Regions from separate parts of the Sus scrofa genome. Here region 1 is linked to region 2. A link is a contact called in public Hi-C data. All regions are on one chromosome and are shown on one strand. The core of a region is the stretch at or near the end of the contact, and the rest is flanking DNA. Distances in the headings are between cores, read along the strand shown.

Evidence for each region. A called contact is a pair of places that touch in the nucleus more often than the background predicts.
Region 1: a contact with region 2 is called in a Hi-C map of skeletal muscle, with 3 times the contacts expected there. The contact joins two enhancer-like sites. A contact is called at or near these places in 14 of 47 Hi-C or Micro-C datasets (adipose tissue, blood, embryonic fibroblasts and 6 more) and 2 of 2 datasets of contacts at active chromatin or transcription factors (alveolar macrophages and skeletal muscle).

The regions. Positions count from the first base shown.
Region 1 is chr12:45,958,638-45,962,585 of Sscrofa11.1, reverse strand. All of the region lies in intron 3 of SSH2 (protein phosphatase Slingshot homolog 2), which reads left to right. Among named protein-coding and RNA genes, the nearest start is that of EFCAB5, 120 kb to the left of the region's middle. Within about 2 kb of position 2,050, at least 2 of the 83 cell types and tissues checked have an H3K27ac peak or open chromatin away from gene starts, as enhancers often do. A contact at or near this core is called in skeletal muscle, where this site is marked.
Region 2 is chr12:45,833,870-45,837,993 of Sscrofa11.1, reverse strand. All of the region lies in intron 16 of SSH2 (protein phosphatase Slingshot homolog 2), which reads left to right. Among named protein-coding and RNA genes, the nearest start is that of CORO6, 21 kb to the right of the region's middle. Within about 2 kb of position 2,148, at least 30 of the 83 cell types and tissues checked have an H3K27ac peak or open chromatin away from gene starts, as enhancers often do. A contact at or near this core is called in skeletal muscle, where this site is marked.

The DNA.
Region 1 (3,948 bases), core at 801-3,300, 120 kb before region 2:
ACAGCAATGGTGAGGGTCACAGCTGTGGTTCAGATTCGGTCCCTGGCCTGGGAACTTCCATACGCCACAAGTGTGGCCATTTAAAAAAAAAAAAAGAACCAAAAAGACCATAAAACAACAAGTGTTGGTGAGGATATGGAGAAATTGGAACCTTTGTGCACAGTTAATTGGAATATAAAATGGTACAGCCGCCGTGGAAAACAGTAAGGCAGATCCTCAAAAATTAAAAATAGAAGTATCATATGATCTAGTAACATTACTTCAGGGTATTAAAAGAATTGGAAGAATGGTCTTGAGTTATTTCTACACTCATATTTTTAGCAGCATTATTCACAATAGCTAAAGTGTAGAAGCAACCCAGTGTCCATCAGCAGTTAAATGGATGAGCAAAATGGTGTTTATAAGTACAAAGGAATATTATTCAACCTTAAAACAGGAAGGAAGTTCTGCGATGTGCTACAACACAGATGAATCTTGAAGATACTATACTAAGTGAAGTAAGCCAGTCACAAAAAGGCAAGTATAGTATGATTCCACTTAAATGAGGTATGTAGAATAGTCAGAATCATAAAGAGAGAAAGTAGAATGGTAATTGCCAGGGAATGGTGAGAGAGGAAATGGAGAGTTATCCTTTAAGAGTACAGAGTTTTAGTTTTACCAGATGAAAGACATCCGTATGGGGATGGGTGGCAACAGTGGCTTCTGGCATAGAGACCCTCCAGATCAGTTAGTAGCTAGTAATACAAAGAACTCTTCGTATTATTCACATTTTCTGAAGGCAAGAGTTGATACTTGGAAGATTTTCTTTCCATTGTTATCCTTTATAAATGTGGGTGCTGGGGAATCATGCTTTTTTGGTACTCCAGTATAATACACATTGTCTTACTAGGTTGTCCTTGAGTAGTACTTAAAAAAAACTTTATTAAGGAATAATTAACAAATATTCAAGAACATTTTATAAGTAAAACTTGAGTCTTTAAACAGGAAGGTCTGGTGGTTAAAAATTTGTAATTATGCCTCTAGCAAAATAAAAAGTTCTCAATAATTAACAAGTATTCATGTATTCACTATTAAAACCAAGGGGACATCTCCCCTTAAGAACTAGATAGTACACTAAGTTATAAGATCTAATGATTAAATAACTGATAATAGCAAAAAATGTATAATTTAACCACAATCCAATATGAGATTTCTGTACCTTTTTGAATTAAAACAAAAGTCTACTTTCAGTAATTGCAAAGTGCTATACAAATATTCTTTTTTAAGTTTATCCTTTTAAAATGGCATTGTCCAGGAGCTATAAGAGAGAGCTAAAATCAAGACTACCATCATCTCCAATGCTCTCTCTGTGTGTATAATAGCTCCATGGCACCCACATGACAATCCAGATGTACTTCTTCAGCTGTGTGAGCTGCAGTTTCTTGGATCAATCTGTCCATCCCCTCAAGGTCCAAAATAACCAGGCCAAAGACCACAATCCAGGTCTCAGAGATTTTGAAGCCAATGTCATAACACTTATGGGCAAAACAGTTACTGGTTCACAATGGAAATAAACCAAATTAGTGTGCCCCCCCTTTTCTTTAAATCAACAAGGCCTTTAGTGAATGTCCAACAAGCACTGGTTGTTACCTCCAAATCTCGGCTCTTTATGACCACAGCCCTTTTTTGAAATAGTTTGAGATTAATGGTGAATCCTTTGAGCTAAAGACTGTGAAAAGTGTAAAATGGGAGTACCTACTAAAGGTGGCAAAGTATTTTTCTCCTGTCTTACAAGAAAGTCTTGAGACCTCGTAGATAAACAAAAAGTACTGGAGGAATGGTGTACTCCATAGATGAAGGTAAAGGAGAACCTTCAGTAATTTCTTAATTCGTGCAGCCATGTGAAGGGGACCAACTTGGAAAGTCTCTGGGCTTGGGCTCTTGTTTTTTGCCAAGGCCACCAAAAGAACCTTCCTGTGTGCTGAACTAGCCTTCAGCCCTCAGGGCCAGGGGCAGCAGTGCTCCAGTGGATCTTGGCAGAAAACGTACCAAGCTGCTCCTGGAAGCAGTCCATAGATTTTACTAACTAGAGCCTGATCCTAGAAGCTGCTCATAATCCAAAGTCCCGTTAGGCCTGCTCTCTTCCCCTCTGAGTGGTTGAGGCATTGGAGGAGTTTTTTTCCAGTATGTTTAAATTAAAACAAAGCATTTTGTTAAGAATTCAAGGGCAGAGATAAAGTTTTGATGACTTGTTTTGGCATTGGTATTACTAATTTAGCAAGGCCATCAATGGTATTGTCTCCGGATAAAGCCCAACCTACAGAAAAAACAGCACAGGAAACCCAGGGAATGAACTTGAATGCATACATCCAGGCAAGGAGATCTATTGTATTAAGGACTTCTATTTCTTTTCATCAACAACAACAGAAAAATCGGAATGTACAATAGATGAAAAGTATATATCCAAAAAAAGATATAACACTCAGAGAATAGTTTCACTCACTCATGAAAAAGTTTTCATGAATTTCTGTTAATCCTACTTTAAAACTGTGTTGAATTTTGCAAGTCTGTTGTATATTAACTCGGTGAACAAAATTAGCAATGAAAAGTTCAGAGTAATTCACATATCTCTCTAAGGAAGGACTTCATTATTTTTCCCTCTCTTGCTTATCTCCCCCGTATGCCATTGGCTCCCATGCATTCCTTGTTTTTACATTCTCAAAAATCCAGGCCAAACCCTGGCAAACTAGTAAGCATGATTACCTAGTTGTTAGATTACTGAGTAGAGGTATTGTAAATATATGAGTTAAAATTAGGGAAGCTTGTATAAAAACATGCATCTTGCTGCTTTAAAAGTAGTTCATGACTGGATGATTAACTTTTTATAGTGCTATTACGTTTCCCCAAAATGATTTTCCCAAATGAATAAAAAGGTGTAATTAACTTCATTTTTTAAAAAGCAGTCTACAAGTAAGAATCAAAGATTTGCCCATTTGTTTTCCTACTTCCCACCACTCCCACACCAGTCCACAAAATTAGAATCTCACCTTCCTCCAGAAAGTTTTCTGGGAACTTTAAAAATTAATAAAGTAAAATTAATATATTTTCCTTCTTGTTCACTGCAAATTATTGGATTTGGATGAAAGGATAAGAGCCTATTAGGAAATGTTTATTCTGAACACTTAATTCAGAACTGCAGAGTTCAGTATAAGGTCGAGTTTTTTTTTTTCTCCTGATGTTCTTGTGCTTATGGATTTAAACAGTATAAACTGTAGAAACTCCTGATACACATAATTTTTCTTACCCTGAAACATGTATACATAAACATATGTGTGTGTATACACACACAAGGTATACACATACACAAGTGCATATTTCAGGGTAAGAAAAATTACATTTATATCCATGTATTTATGTATCACCTGTGTGTGTTATAAACATATTTTAAAGGAAATAGTACAAAAAGATTTCCTATTATGACCAAAATGAACTCTCAAATTGCCATCATGATCAAATTCCATATCGCTTCCATGTTCATTTTTAATTATCTAGGAAGATGATGTGTAAACCATCTGAAGGAGAGTTTTTACAAAGTAAAATTAAAAAGCATTTGCTAGAACTAATGTGTTGAATATTAGTGTTTAGAAAAAATAGTTCGAAATGCTTACCAGGGAGTTCCAGTTGTGCCTTAGCGAGTTATGAACCCATCGAGTATCCATGAGGATGTGAGTTCAGTCCCTGGCTTCACTCAGTGGGTTAAGGATCCGGAGTTGCCAGTGAGCTGTCGTATAGGTCGCAGCTACAGCTCTAGTTCAACCCCTAAGCTGGGAACTTCCATGTACCATGGGTGTAGCCCTAAAAAAAAAGGAAAAAAATAATAATAATGCTTGCCATATTTTCATCAGGTACTTAGAGAACAAGATTTCTGAAAAACAAAAGATTTCCCAGGTAAAAGTGAAAACATTCCAG
Region 2 (4,124 bases), core at 899-3,398:
GCTACAGCTCCGATTGGACCCCTAGCCTGGGAACCTCCATATGCCACAGGAGCGGCCCAAAGAAATAGCAAAAAAAAAAGACAAAAAAAATTTTTTTTTTTTTTTTGGCCCTTAGAGTTCCTGTTGTGGTTCAGTGGTTAATGAATCCGACTGGGAACCATGAGGTTGCGGTTTCGATCCCTGGCCTTGCTCAGTGGGTTAAGGACCTGGCGTTGCCGTGAGCTGTGGTGTAGGTCGAAGTCGCGGCTCAGATCCCACATTGCTGTGGCTCTGGCATAGGCCAGCGGCTACAGCTCCAATTGGACCCCTAGCCTGGGAACCTCCATATGCCGCAGGAGCGGCCCAAGAAAATGGCAAAAAGACAAAAAAAAATTTTTTTTTTGGCCCACTCTTTAAAAAAAAAAAAGTACCCCCTGCTGCTTTGGGCTTTTTTTTTTTTTTTCAGGGCTTGGTTTCACTGAGTCTTCTCCAGTAATTTTGGTCATGTAACGAATCAGAATTGGGATATATAACCCATTTGAAGTATGAAGGTGCCTCCCAGAAAGAACTCTCTTGTTTCTATTTTAAGGTCTTTTTTTAGGGCCGCACCTGAGGCATATGGAGGTTCCAAGGCTAGGGGTCCAATCGGAGCTATAGCCACTGGCCTACGCCAGAGCCACAGCAACGCAGGATCCCGAGCCGCGTCTGCAACCTACACCACAGCTCACGGCAACGCCGGATCGTTAACCCACTGAGCAAGGGCAGGGACCGAACCCGCAACCTCATGGTTGCTAGTTAGATTCGTTAACCACTGCGCCACGACGGGAACTCCAGTCTTTTTTTTTTTAATTGCGCATTTACTCACCACTGTTGCTTACCACCCCCCAGCTTCATTGAGATATAATTGATAACACAATTATTACATAAGTGTAACGTGTCCAGTGTATTGATTTCATACACTTATATATTGCAGACTGATTAACACCATAGCATTAGCTAACACATCTGTCCCCTCACATAATTACCTTTTCTTTTTTGTAGTGAGACTAAGATTTCTCTCAGCAACATTCATGCATGTGGAGTTCCCGCTGTGGTACAGCAGTATCAGCAGCGTCTTGGGAATGCTGGGATGTGGGTTGGCTCCCTGGCCTAGCACAATGGGTTAAGGATCCAGCATTGCTGCAGCTCGGATCTGATCCCTGGCCTGGGAATTTCATATGCTTCAGGGCAGCCAAAAATGGAAAAAAAAAAAAAATTCACGTATTATTAGCTATAATCACCATGCTGTACCTCAGGGATCCCTAGGACTTGATAATCTCGCAACTAGACGTCTGTACCCTTTGACCAACATCTCTCATTTCCCTAACACACCCCACCCTTGGTAACCACTACTCCACTCTCTGTTTCTCTGAGTTTGGCTTTTTTAGATTCTGTGTATAAGTGATACTACAGAGTATTCGTCTTTCTCTGTCTACCCAGTGCTAGTTCTTGAACATCTTCCTGTATCAATAAGAACTGGCTGTTTCAACAACAGTTTGGTAATTGGTTATAAAATAAGTGCTTATTTTCACTACATTATGTTTTACCCCTTTGGTGGTGAAAGCCACCTTCAGCTGATCTCAGGGAAAAAATTCAGATAGTAAACTGAATTTAAGGATCAGTTTCCTGAGAAGCCACATGCCAGAATTTTGTATTTTGTTTCTTCCATGTAGGCGTGTTCTAGATGGTTTTGTTAGGGTGAAGGCACAGCTGCCTACAAGCACTCGGGGCTGATGCCAGAGTTTGACTCCAGTGAGTCTCATGACTTGGTCTTGACTCTTGGATCTGGGCTATGTTTCCCCTGAACGAAATGTTAAATAGCCTCCCAGTCTCTCCAGGCAGAGGGACCACCCTCCCACCCCTGAAGTATTGTGAAAACGTGGCCACAGCATAGCGTTATGGTTTCCACTAAAAACCCCTCCCATTTACTCAGTACTTGGCATGGTTTCATCTGAGCCATTCTCTTAGGAGGCTGGGAGGATACTGAAGTCTCCTCCACTTAAAAAGAATTTTTAGGTTTTTGGGGCCAGATTTTGATGACATTTTTAGATTAGATCAGAAGGTAGGACAGAGCAGTTCTTTTTGGCACAAGAAAGAGCCATCTGAGGGTAGGATGAGACATAAATGTTGTACATACCCAGACACACACATGACGGATTTTGGGCAGTGTCCTCACGTGACCCGTTGAGAGGAAGGATACTAGGTGTCCTGCCAATTTCAGTATTTATTCTGGAATCCGAGGCTACTGCAAGCTGTTGGATTGGGAGGTTTTTTTTAGCGTATGTGGTTTTTCTTAGATGTTAAAGGAATTTCAGAAAAATCTTAGATGAGGAATAGAAGGACAGCATAAACCCACATGTCACCCAGCCTCTTCCCTTTCCCTTTTGGTTCTGTCCTGCCTTCCTGGGCTTGATTCATGGAGGGAGGGCAAGCCCTGGGAAGAGAGAAAAACCACAGAATTTGAGTCAGTAGATCTGGTTTCCGTTCCTGGTTCACCCCTTGCTACAACTTTGAAAAATTAATCACAGTTCTGATCCTCACCTGACCCCATTTGTAAAATTAAAATCACGAGACCTACCTCACAGGGTTATTGTAAATAAAAGTGTGTATAAGCTACATTATAGACTGTTAAGGGTTATTCAGATGTGATTCTTACCCCTTCCTGCAAGGCTACCAGGAAACACATGTGCATGTGCCATCTATTTCCTCCTCCTTCCTCCAGACACTGCCACCTGCCACCCACAGACACGCTAACTCCATTAGAACAGAGGTGTCCTGGAATTTTCTGTATTGTGATGAGTCTTGGATTTTAAAAACTAAAACCTAGTGCTGAGGGTTATTATCACTTGGCAGCTTTTAGCTGCAAGTAATAGAATATCTTCATCAGTTGGGATCTCAACAAGAAGCAGCATACTCAGATTAGGATCATATGAGGACTTGGGTTTTATAAAGGGAGTATTTACAAAGGTGTGGAATTGTAGTGGGATCAAGGGACTTGTATCAGTAGAGCCTTTTGGTAATAGCTTCTGGGCAAAGAGAGAGGGAGCAGTTACTGGAAGAAGACTCCGAGAGAAAAGGCACCTTCAGAAGAGTTGCCAAGAGCCTTCAGTCAAGGGACACAGCCAGCCAGAGTGACTCTTCGGGGAAGGAGCTACAGGAATAATGGCCTGCCTTCACTCTCCTCCCTCTAGTCTTCTGCTAGGGCTCCCCATTACCCATGCCCTGTAGAAGGAGGGGACAGGGGGCCGGTTGATGTGGTTCATAGGTGGGACTCCAGACACAGAGCAGGGTAGAAAGGCTGAAGAGTGGGTCTCCAGGAGCAGACACAAGACCCAACACCCAACTAAAGGCAGTTTAAAAAGTTGGATCATTTAACATCTCTTGTAACAAGCACAGAAGTTGACTCTGTAATGGCTTATGATGTAATCAGGGACTTGGGTGCTCTCATCTTCCTGCTCCACCTTCCTTCGTTAGTGGCTTTGTCCTTGAATTGCCCCATGATTGCCAAATGTCTTCCACATTTCTAGGCATCTACATTGAATTCCTCAGCCTCTGGCTAAATGAATGGTCATTTCAATTAGAGGGAAAGACCTTTTCCAAAAGCTCCAAGATAGACTGCTCATCCCTCCCCACTCCCACCCCTGCAGGACCATTGACCAGGACTGAGTCGTATTCCTAAAAGTAATCACTAGCTAGGAAAACAGAATTTCCTGGACCAGCTAAAACAAATTCATATTCACCCTCTAGTGCTAAGGAGGTATCACATTCCCTAAACCTATGGGCAGTGAATACTCAAACCAACACTCGAATGGAGTCCCTGCTTTGGCACAGCAGGTGAAGGATCCAGCATTGTCTCTGTGGTGGCCCAGGTTCGATCCCTGGCCAGGCGCAGAGGGTTAAGGATCTGGCATTGTCACAGTTGTGGCCTAGGTTGCAGATGCAGCTCAGATTCAATTCCTGGCCCAGGAACTTCTATTTGGCCCAAGTGCTGCAAAAAAAAGAAAGAAAGAGGAAAAACCAACACAAACCAAATCAAGTCTAAGGAAAAAGAGTGAGAGTGCCTCCTGGTTATGCAACCATCAAGGTCTGCAGTCTATGATGTGTTG